2 separate regions of the Cricetulus griseus genome follow, and region 2 is linked to region 1. Evidence: chromatin contacts called from public Hi-C data. All regions are on one chromosome and are shown on one strand. Each heading gives the region's core, a stretch centred on a gene start, on an enhancer-like site or on the middle of the called end of the contact. The rest is flanking DNA. Distances are from core to core; before and after follow the strand shown. Region 1 holds the start of Endov (endonuclease V). Region 2 has its middle 8.4 kb from the start of Chmp6.

Evidence for each region. Hi-C and Micro-C count contacts between places; a contact is called where the count stands out from the background.
Region 2: a Hi-C map of liver shows a contact between it and region 1, with 5 times the contacts expected there. The contact joins the enhancer-like site here to the promoter of Endov in region 1. A contact is called at or near these places in 7 of 8 Hi-C or Micro-C datasets (the CHL-YN cell line, the CHO-K1 cell line, the CHO-S cell line and 2 more).

The regions. Positions count from the first base shown.
Region 1 is chr7:132,026,846-132,029,545 of CriGri-PICRH-1.0, forward strand. Endov (endonuclease V) reads left to right here and starts at 1,418. Exons shown (of 8, transcript XM_027425486.2): 1 at 1,418-1,560; 2 at 1,854-2,025. The coding sequence starts at 1,505. It overlaps LOC118237975 (a long non-coding RNA gene), which reads right to left and starts at 1,411. Exons shown (of 3, transcript XR_004770700.1): 1 at 707-1,411. It overlaps LOC118237977 (a long non-coding RNA gene), which reads left to right and starts at 2,032. Exons shown (of 2, transcript XR_004770702.1): 1 at 2,032-2,459; 2 at 2,578-2,700.
Region 2 is chr7:132,406,701-132,409,400 of CriGri-PICRH-1.0, forward strand. No RefSeq gene overlaps it. Among named protein-coding and RNA genes, the nearest start is that of Chmp6, 8.4 kb to the right of the region's middle. Within about 2 kb of position 1,316, at least 2 of the 6 cell types and tissues checked have open chromatin away from gene starts, as enhancers often do. A contact at or near this core is called in the CHO-K1 cell line, where this site is marked.

The DNA of each region.
Region 1 (2,700 bases), core at 168-2,667:
CAGTTCTGCACCAAATCATCAGGCTAACGTTAGCCAAGTTTAGGTTTGTTTGGGATGACTCCCTGTGGTGGCTAATCTTGGTTGTCAACTCCACCATATCCTGGATCCACTAAACCCTAGGCCGCGGGGCACTCCTGTGAGGGATTTCCTTGATTGGATTATGCAAGGTCCAGGGCCCACCCTAAATCTGGACCACACCTTCTGGTGACAGCCTATATAAAAGGGCACAGAAGAAGGAAGCTTTTGCTTTTTGCCTGCGCGTTCCGACTCTCGATGGTAAGTTCTGAATCTCCTTCATATGATCTCATTCTGTCACTCTTGCCTGCTCCTCTAGCGAACCCTGACTAATTCACACCCTGGTCTGTCCAGCTGTTTATGTGAACTCTGGCACAGGACAGCTTCCCTTGCTGCCCTCAGAGACCCCCTGGAAGCCCTCCCCCTTGGAGACCTCTGGAGTCCAGGCTCCATCCCTAGATGATTCTGACCTGACCCCTGGAGAGAAGGCGCCTGAGGAGCCCCAAGGGCCAGGACCCACTCTCTGGACTTCTCTCACTGACGGCCATTCCCAGATTCTTTGGGGTAGAGAGTGTCCGGGCCCCTGCCCCTCCCTAGAGAAAAATAAAAATCCCAGCAAACCCCGAGCTTGCCCCAGGATCAGGCCGGCCTGGGAAGCCTCCTCTCCTCCCGCCAGAAACCCCATACAAACCCTGCCTTCTGCTCATTTCTTTGCTCTTCTCACTGGCGCAGAGGCAGCTGCCCTCCTGGGTTTTCCACACCCCCGGCAAAAATGTCTTGTGTGAGGACTGTTGTGTGATGTGACTTTGTGGTGTTCCTTGGCTCCTGAATAGCCAGGATACCTTTCCCTTCAGAGCTGTAACACACAAACACACCCCTGGCGGAGCAAGATTCCTTTTTTTTTGTTTGTTTGTTTGCTTTAGTTTCTCGAGACAGGCTATTTCTCTGTGTAGTCCTGACTGTCCTAGAAATAGCTCTGGAGACCAGGCTGGACTCAAACTGATCCGCCTGCCTCTGCCTCCTCAGCGCCGGGATTTAAGGGCCTCACTTTCTCGAGTGTTTTTGAATGACTTCGGGCTGAGGTTTCCTCACGATCGGTACGGCTGAGGAAGAACCTCTGCAGGGAAGGTGTCCCTTCTTCCCGTAGACTCTATTTTAACTTCAGAGAGAGGGCTCTGCGCAGGCGCGATGTGGCCATGTGCGGACCTGAACCCGCAGAGCGGGAGCCGCGCGACCCAGGGCTCGGGGTGTGCGGGGCAAGCAGCTGCTCGCACATCTTTTCAGAGCCGGGCCAGGGCTGCCGGAGAGGCCGGAGGCGCGCAGAGCGCGGAGCGAAGCTCGCACGCCCGGAACCCCGACCTGACTGAGGCGCCTCGACGCCCAGCGCTGCGGTGACAGCGGCCCCTGGCGGCGGCGGCGGCGAGGACTAACGGCTCGGCTCGCGGCGCTCCGGAAGTGACGTCGCAAAGGCGCCGCGCGGCCCTTAACCATGGCCCTCGAGGCCGCGGAGCGGCCGTCAGAGGAAACCCTGTTGCTCTGGGAACGGTAACGGGGTCGGGGCCCTGCAGTAGCCGCGGGGGGTGGCCTTCTCCAGGGTCCTTCCGACCTCACGGCCCCTGGGGCCGCTGTGGCACTGGACACCGGCGCTGCACCGCAGGCCTGGCGCGGGCCGCCAAGCTGCCGGAAGTTGCTGCCTGCCCTCGCTTCCGGTGCCGCAGTTGGGCTCGCGGAGCGCCTTCCTGCTCCGTTCTGGCTTGCTGGGCAAACGGGAGCGGGTTGCGCTGGAGGGGTGGCGCCCCGAGGGCCCCGAGCCCGCTTTGATGTTTGTGTCCTGCTAGGGAACAAGCCCGGCTGAAGACGCGCGTGGTGCCCAGGGACACGGAGGCCTGGCAGCGGGACCCCGCCTTCCCGGGCCTGCGGAGGGTCGGGGGCGTGGACGTGTCCTTCGTCCCGGGGGACAGTTCCCGGGCCTGCGCGTCCCTCGTGGTGCTGAGCTACCCAGAGCTCCAGGTAACCCGGTGGGACGTTGAGCCCTGTGCTGGTCACTCGTAGGCGAGGCACCCCAGGGTGGGGCTGGCTCCCAAGACAGGGTTCAGAGCCTGGGTGCAGTTTTGTAAAGTTTTTCTTCTCCACCCCCGCGCCCTGTGTTTAATCTACCCCCCCCCGTTTTTGATGCCAAAGTAAGCCTATCCAGGATCCCGAACATGCCAAGGGATCGATACACCCCCATTTCACTTGCAGAACTTAATGTATGGGGTGGAGTGTATTTTTAAAAGGCTAAAATACTGTAACTTTGAAGAGCTCAGTGGCTAGGAGCGAATGCTGTTGTTGCAGAGGATCCAGGTTCAGTTCCACCTCCCCCATCAGGCTGCCCCCAGCTGCGTTTAACTCCAGCTCCAGAAGATCGGTGCTGACTTCTGGTCCCTGTGGGCATCAGCATGCAGGTGGTGGACATAAACCCCCACAGACCCATACATAGCTACACAAATAATAAATTACAAATATTTCTTAAAGGATCAACAGACAATTCTAAGTCTGGCTATCTTGGTTTGCTCACCTCAGGGGCCCACAGCACATAATCACAGGCTGCCCAATCAGGGAGTCTCAGCCTCCCCAGGACTCCTGCTTCCGACCTGGTCTCACACTAGCTCCGTTTTTTAAATGATTTTTAATTTTTGAGCTAAA
Region 2 (2,700 bases), core at 66-2,565, 380 kb after region 1:
ATGGCTCTAATCTGAAGATGGAAAGTAGTAACATGTGTCCACCAGGACATGAAGGCGTTGTCACCCTTGGGCACTGTAGTCAGAATTCTCGAAGGGCTGGCCCTGTGGAAAGAGGTTTTGGTGTTTCTTCAGGAAGTTGGCCTGCAATCCCAGGGCAAAATATAAGCCCCTGAGAAACAAAAGCGCCAGGCCACATAGAAACCTTGCAGGGATGTTTTCGTAGGTGGAAATGACCCAGAAGACCCCCCAGTGAATGGCGAATCAACAAAACCTATGAAAGGAATTAACCCCAGAGAAGAGGCATCACACGCTTGGGCCCTCTTACCCCCTCGTTCTCCCACACAAGGACACAGCACTCAAGGCTCTGTCTTTTTGTTTCTGCTTTTCAAGACAGGGCTTTTCTGTGTACCCCTTTCTGTCCTGCAAACTTGCTCTGTAGACTGGCTGGCCTGGAGCTCACAGAGATATAACGTCTGCCTCTTTCTCCCAAGTGCTAGGATTAAAGGTGTTTAAAGGCGTGCGGCGCCACTGTCGCAACAGCTTCAAGGCTCTGTCTTAAGAGGCAGAGCCCAGGCTGGCACTGGACACTGAATCCGCTGAATATCCAGAATCATGAGAAACATGTTTATGGTTTTTCTGACTTTTATTAATGTTATTTGCTTATTACTTGTTTAGAGTGTACATGTTCCTTGTTTAGAGTGCACGTGTGTGGGCACACATGCGGTGGTGGTCAGAGGACGACTTGTGGGAGTCTGTTTTCTCTTTCATGTGGGGCCCAGTCTAACCTCAAACTTTTAATCCTCCTGCCTCACCCTTCTGAGTGCTGGGCTTACAGGTGTGAGTGACGCTGCATCCCACTTTATCCCTGTGAGATGCAATTAGCCAGGAGTGAAGTATGGGCCCTCGGTGCCAGGCAGGATTCTCTCTTCCAACATCATCTGGTCCACCACCTAGGTGAGCGACCAAAGGCAGTGTCATCCTCATATCCTGACAGTTCCCAAAGCCCCTGTCAGGCCCTTCCTTCCTCTGCCCATCCCCCAAGCCTGTGACCCTGCCCAACTCCACACTGCCCTGCACTGTCATGTCTGAGGGTCACACTTCTGGAATCAGATATCCCTTCCCTGACCACTGGCCTCCAAACCCCATCCTCGTTATTGCTCCTCACACTGCCCCATGCCCCACAGAGCAGGGCCGCCGGTGATCGGTGCCCCGTGAGTCAGCGAGCGAGCCACTGATGGGCGGGTGGATGAAGAGTGAGGAAATGAGCAAGTGAACCAATGAGCCAGCCATTTGATGAGGGGGGAGGGGGCGGTAAACTACTTCACCAAATCTGGGCGCGCCCTGTGACAAGAACCACAGCATGGAGGTTATCGGGCTACACAGCAGCTCATCAGCTGCCTGTCCTGCAGCGCCACCGCGTGGTGTCCACAGGGGTTGCCACTGCCGGTAGCTCATCAGTAGGAGCCTGCCCCTCACCACTCGGTGTGTGTGTAATTTTCAGCTGTGCCTCACACTTCATGTTTCCCAGGGTCTGCTGACCAGAGCCATGGGTCAACATGCACCCACAAGAGTCACACACCTAGATGACATGGTAACGGAAGCACTTGTTTGAGACCAGTGCCCACTCCCGCCGAGCTTGACCTCTCTGGACACTGCAGTTGGCTCAGGTGGGGGTGGGCTCCCACGCTGTCAGTCATCCATGGCCTAACCGGAGCCATCCAGAGGGCATTCTCTGGTAGTGCCAATGGAGGCCTGAGAAGGTGAGCTGCCTCCGTCTGTCTCCTTCCTGCTCTGCAGCCCTGGAAGGAAGCTGCCCTGGGGAAGCCAAGGGAGTCAAAAGACTGGAATGAAGAATGGAAATCATTGCTGCACCTCCGGTCCCTGCACCCTGTAGAGGTTGGGGTCATCTGGACAGGAGGGACCACCAAGTGCCAGCAACACACAGGGTTCACACTTTGGCCATCCCAAATGCCACCTCCTCTTGAAACCTTCCCCAATCACCCTCCCTTTATCCCCTGCACCAAACTTGCTGTGGGTGGCTCGGCACTGTCAGCCCCACTGCTACCGCGGGGGTGTTGCAAAGCTGGGAGCCACGAGAAGGTCCAAGTTAGACTCCCTATAAGTAACTCTCTGGATATGGAAGAAAAAGTCCTCATCATTGTCTTAGCCTGGCTCCAAGGCCCAGCCAGGACCACTGGAGACATTGCACAGGCCTGCTCTCTCTCTGTCTCTCTCTCTCCCTCTCTCTCTCCTCTCCCTCTCTCTCTCTCTCCTCTCTCTCCCCCTCTCTCCTCTGTCTCCTCTCTCTCTCTCTCTCTCTCTCTCTCTCTCTCTCTCTCTCTCTCTTCTCTCTCTCTCTCTCACCACACACACACACACTGACCTGTAGCCAGTCTATAGCCCTCTGCACTCCCACTGGAGCCCGCCTGCACCCTGCCTGTAGCCAGCTTGCTTCTCGCCCCTCAGTGCACATGTGCCTCTCCCTCTTGACTGACTTCATGGCCCTGGGTCTGCAGGCTTGCATCTGTGGCATCTGTGACCTCTGTTTTCTCGTGGCTGGTGTGGAGGCTACTCTGCCCTGAGGTCTGGGGTTGGCACTCCCCAGCCTTCATTCCCCCCTCCTTGAATGAGAGTGCCTCAGCTAACTCACTCTAGTACCAGAAACAGCCTCACACAGGATCCAACACTGGTTACCCAACG